Linked DNA regions of Zea mays: region 1 is linked to region 2. The links are chromatin contacts, called in public Hi-C maps. All regions are on one chromosome and are shown on one strand. Each heading gives the region's core, a stretch centred on a gene start, on an enhancer-like site or on the middle of the called end of the contact. The rest is flanking DNA. Distances are from core to core; before and after follow the strand shown. Region 1 has its middle 52 kb from the start of LOC100501682. Region 2 holds the start of LOC100216660 (Armadillo/beta-catenin-like repeat).

Region 1 (2,700 bases), core at 78-2,577, 70 kb before region 2:
GCGTATAATGGCGTACACACGGCAAAGTAGCTGATTCCGGTAGGGAATAAATAAGTTTGTGTTGATTATTACGTAACTCATCACAATATATATAATTTAGATTTTTAGAGCTCTCGGCTTCCAATAGCTGGACGAAAGCCCTTACCCGATGCTGGCATCCGCAACCTCACCACCTTAAGCGACCCAGGCCCCGGGCATCTATAAAAGTAGCATAGACCCTAGGGATTAGAGTTTCAAATTCTGGTTGCGGTTGTGATCCCATGAGGCGCGAGCAGCGGCGAGCGACGCTGACGACGATGTCCCGAGGTGTGAGGCGCGAGTGGCGTGCGTCGGCGTGAGACGCGAAGGTCGGCCAGAGGTGCGATATCGGCGAGCGGCGGGCAACATCGACGAGTGGCAGACGACACCGGCGAGCATCGCTCCAGACGCAAGCGCCACGACGGCCACGACCGCCTGATGCACGAGCGGTGGCAGTGGCTGACCTCATATGGTACGATCGACGGTGGCGACGGAAACCGCCCACGACGGCGACGACGACTCGTGGCACGCACAGCGAAAGGCCGCCGGCGTCGAGATGCACTCGGCGCGGTTCGTCCAGTTCTCAGCGGCCACCGTCGAGTGCCTGGTGCACGACGAGCTGCTGCTGATGGTGGCGCTGAGTAAGTGAGGGCTAGGGGTGCGATGGTGGTGGCCTACAGGGACGTGCTGCTATGCTTCGAGTTTGACGACATCCGCGAGCTACGGCGGATCCCAGAGGTGCGCGTTGGTGTCGGTGTTCCCCTAGACGCGAGCGATGACCTTGTTTTTATGATATTTATGTATACATATTAATGTCAACGTCAATAGGTTTTTACGACATATATTTCAGTTTATGGCTCCGCTTTCATCTATTGTCCGCTGGCCCCCGGGATCGCCGCCGCTCGTACGTCTGAAGGAACCGCCGCCGCCACTAAAACCTAATCTCTCACGACATGTGGTGTTTTTATAGCCACCCGAACCTAAGGCGGTTGAATCGAATGACACCGTTGAGTCATGGCTTATTTTATTTATTGGAGGCGTAAAGCTCTCTCTCTATATAATGAAGGTTATGCCGTTTGTCAGGTAGGCTAGACAACAGTCTGTCAAGTGGCAAAAATTATATATCCGTTGCCACTAAGAATAGGGACCACACTGAGCCAGTGCTTTAACGAGCACGTGAGGGAAAAGCTAGCAAAGTCCCCACATTCCTGATCGCACCGCACATACCTGACGCCACTCCGAAGACCATTGAACCAAAGCAAACGACCACTTTAATCCCGAGATCAGGTACTGACACCCGGTCCCCACGTCAACGTCGTCTAGGTGGACCCCACATCTCAGCTTGAGACCAGTTGGGATGTCGCACTGACCAGTACAGACGGGCTGCTGGTCGCCAGGACGCAGGAGCGCATTTTACCTACCATCCCTTTACTTTCCTAGTATTCACGCGGTCATGCAAAGGTCATAGGCAAGGCGCATGTATGTCACACCAAGCCGGGCTCATATATGAGCCAGAGAAAACAACACATATAATAACAGAGTGCATAAAGATAAATGTTATAAATATCATAAATATACTTATTACATAGCGGAAGTCTTACAAAAATAAATGATAAAATAAAACGAACTAAATATTATTTCCTCACGCCACAAAGCTGACTGCGAGACGTCACCTAGATCAAGTCGAAAGCCTCAGTGTTAGGCGGCTCCTCTTCGACCACCTGTTCTTCTCCTGTGGGAGGGTATGAGACAGCAAGAGTGAGCTCACACATGTTCATCGATCAACAAGTTTTGAGGAATAATGTGCATGAACTCACCAAAAGTGGGAGTTCATGTGAATTGTAAGGTAAATCAATGTAATAAAGACTGAAGCTGAGCATTGCTTTTAAGTTGGTCCAAATTTTATTAGCAGTTACTAAGTGTAAGTAAATACCAAACCTTAGTAATAATAAATAAAAGTAATAATAAAATAATCCCAATGCAATGAAATGACAAATTAAGTTTTAATTCCATAGATTAATCATGTGAGTGTCCGAGCCGCTCACGCACGGCTAGTATACCAGTTTTACACTCTGCAGAGGTTGTGCATCTTTACCCACAAGTCGTGTTACTCATTTGCCACAGAGTTGATGAGACCCCATACACCTCTACCAAGGAAGCGAGGCAGGGTACCACTACGATGCCTTTACAAAGTTCCACTAGCTTCAGAAAACCCGCTACAGTTTATAGGAAGCTCCAGTGCAGGAATCCCTCGCCTGGCCGCCATCGCAGCAAAATCAACCCAAAGACCTCCCTACACTGACCACTCCCCTACTGCCCTTGCCCCTTTTGGGTAAGGTAGTCATCCACTAGCTTTCCTAGTTAATCAGCCAAGGGCGTCCCATTAAACCCTTGTGGTAGTACTGTTTTCCTGAGTGGTTCTCCATGTTCCCATTAACATAATGATCTTATCATGAACAGTAAATAATAAACAAATAATAAAAAGTGTAATCATGAGTAATGAATATCTCTATACACAAATCCACATAAAGCAATAGCATGTACTACCCAAAAAAATTAGTAGTAAAACTAGTGGTGAAACAAGGTATAAAGATAGTTAAAATCTAGGGTAACCTATTGGATCCCATCAAAATTAACCTATGCAGATCATTATGATTAACAAGAACATGACTGGGTAAAAAG
Region 2 (2,700 bases), core at 120-2,619:
GTGGCATCTCACACCCGCACCTATCGAAGAATCTGAGCGATCGAATGTTAGATTGTCGATTTTTTGTTTATATTGTTCGTTCAGCATGCATCCTAATACTTCGTTACATAGGTCCCGAGAACATAGGTCTGAACAAAAAAAAAATTCATAGACTACAAGACATTTAGCGCAATATTCTTTCTATGTTTAAATCATAGACTACAAGACATTTAGCGCAATATTATTTGTGTGTTAAACATTATATATATATATATATATACACTGTATATGTTAGACACGTGTGTATGCGAGGGCATACCTGGCATACCCTATCTGGGATGGATCCTAAACATCCGAATTATATGATAAATTTAATATTTTAATATAAATATGCATAAAATTTGGTGCTAATCTTTAGTTATATTGTTAAATATATTATCGAGGACAAGAATAATTTTTTTGCATTATTTTCTCCCTACAACAAAAAAGGTAAAAACATCCAAATCCGAAATGTATCCGTATCCAAAATTTTAATTTTATATCAATTATTTAAAAAAGATATATTACAAATTTGAGATTTATTATTTAAGATGACCTTAATAAGCTCAATATCGAAAACAGTAATATAAATTTACATAACAAATTTTATGTCCTATTTATTCACAATTGAAGAAAAAAGATATAAAATTTATTATCCGAATAAATATCCGGATCCATACCTGCTATGCCACCTTAACAATTTGCTTAATAATTTGCTGGAGCTGTTTTATAGTGAAGCTGGAAAATTAAAGCTGAAGTTTTTGAAATACATCTCTCCTAAAGAGGCTCTAAGTACTCCTAAGGGCATGTACAGTGATGTTTAATGTGGAGGCTCTTAAGATGTTTAAGAGGGTTATTTGCAAAAAAATCTTAGAGCCGTCTGTCCGTGAAGAGACGCCTCTGGCTCGTAAACCAAGTAGCAACAGACGCCTCACTTCCCACTGTACGAATTTGTCGTCTGTTCTATCGATCTGATGCTATACAAATACATTTAATTCTGTATTTATTAATAGATTACGTTTATAGACACTCCATTGTACAATAGAGTCTCTTAGTTGTCTCCTATGCTTGGAGAACCGTTTTGGTGTCTCTTCACTGTACATGCCCTAAGAAGGTACCACTTGTGTAGTTATGCTGCACGTACATTATACGACTGTACACCGTATCGGAGCTGTCCACAGCCAAAGTGGAATTTGCCCAAGGACGCGCAGGTGGCTGTCCATTTCCGAAATAACGCGACAACGACAGGAGTGACCCGCAAAAAAGGCACCCAGTCCTATCGCTCCTCCCAACGCAGTTCCTCACATCTCTCACTCTCCCTAACGGACGCACCAGCACACACACACCGCCAGCGCAGTGGGCGAGCGAGTGCAGCGACAGTGAGACGAACCGCCGCCGTCGCCCACCACCGTCCACCCGCCAACGGTGAGTCCACGCCCCCTTCTCGATCTCGCGTCCGTCGATATCGCCCAATTGTAGCAACTCGCGTGGGGCCACTGGGGTTTCGCTGACGCTGAGCTCCACCCGTCTGAGTTTTGACGGGCCGCGCGACACCATCCTCCTCTTCTTGCCGCGCCGTCGTCCTCGCGGCCGACCACCGCCGTCCCAGCCTCCTCCAGCGCTCCCGCCGCCGACCGTCACGGCTTCACTGCCCTCCCTTAGCTCGCCCGACGTGCTTCCTCTGCCCCAATTGCGCCCACCAGCCGCATCCGCCTCCCGCGGCCGGCGGCGCGCCGCTGCCTCGTCACCCCAGCCACCCACCGCTGGGCCGCCCTCCCGCCATTGCAGGTCTAGGGGAGAGATCAGCCTCCGGGACCCAAAGTCCCCACCCCTAACCCGGCGGCAGGGGATCGCTCTTTGTCTTCAACGGACTTTCTGCCAGCGCCCAGCGGAATATTGGATGCGGCGGCCGAGATCTCATCGCCTGGGGGCTCTGTCGGTAGGGTGAGGTGGAGGAGGGCATGATTTTTTGGCCGTTTCTGTGATCCTGACAGATTCGGTGGGTGTAGGTGTCACTGGCACAGGAATTCTATAGCTAGCGAAGGTATATTTGTTTCGTGAAGGTGTCTGTCGGTGTCCTCATCTAATGAAATTTACAAATCTTTTTTCCTTGGTTAGTTAGAATGGTACTAATGTTGGACACAGCCTATCTGCAAAATGCAGGGTAAGACTTGCCTTGGTTATTCCTTCCACATACGCCACTCAGGTGGGATCCGCTAGCAACTGTATGTGTCCTTTTTTATGTTAGAATGGTACTAAAAATCTACAGAACACTATGGAAGAGTCAAGAGTCCATGATGGATGCTTCTGCTGCTGCATTGTAGCCTCATGAATTTGGGTGAGTGAAGGTTCGAGATTGCTGTCTTTCAAGATTTGGGGGGATTGGCTATGTCATAAACTCATAATCAAATTGCTCTTCAAGTTAAGGTATATAAGAGGAAGTGTTGCTCGTTGAATCAGTACCTTGTCTGATGAACATCTAACTACGAAAAGTTCAATAAGTCTCATCCACATACCTTCTGCCCCATAACAAATCTAACACTCTACTTGAAAGGACTGTCTTGGAGGAAGCGTTGGGGCCTGTGCTTCTGGCCTCCTTTACTTGTGAGTGCTGCTACATGTGCAAACCTTTGATTACAATACAACTCAAGTGCAAGTCATGATCCAAATGTATCAGATGAT

Evidence for each region. A called contact is a pair of places that touch in the nucleus more often than the background predicts.
Region 1: a contact with region 2 is called in a Hi-C map of leaf, with 2.8 times the contacts expected there. The contact joins the enhancer-like site here to the promoter of LOC100216660 in region 2. A contact is called at or near these places in 4 of 25 Hi-C or Micro-C datasets (ear, endosperm, leaf and 1 more).

What each region holds. Positions count from the first base shown.
Region 1 is chr2:134,890,223-134,892,922 of Zm-B73-REFERENCE-NAM-5.0, reverse strand. No RefSeq gene overlaps it. Among protein-coding and RNA genes, the nearest start is that of LOC100501682, 52 kb to the left of the region's middle. Within about 2 kb of position 1,327, at least 17 of the 20 cell types and tissues checked have an H3K27ac peak or open chromatin away from gene starts, as enhancers often do. A contact at or near this core is called in ear, endosperm, leaf and 1 more, where this site is marked.
Region 2 is chr2:134,820,649-134,823,348 of Zm-B73-REFERENCE-NAM-5.0, reverse strand. LOC100216660 (Armadillo/beta-catenin-like repeat) reads left to right here and starts at 1,369. Exons shown (of 8, transcript NM_001359475.1): 1 at 1,369-1,443.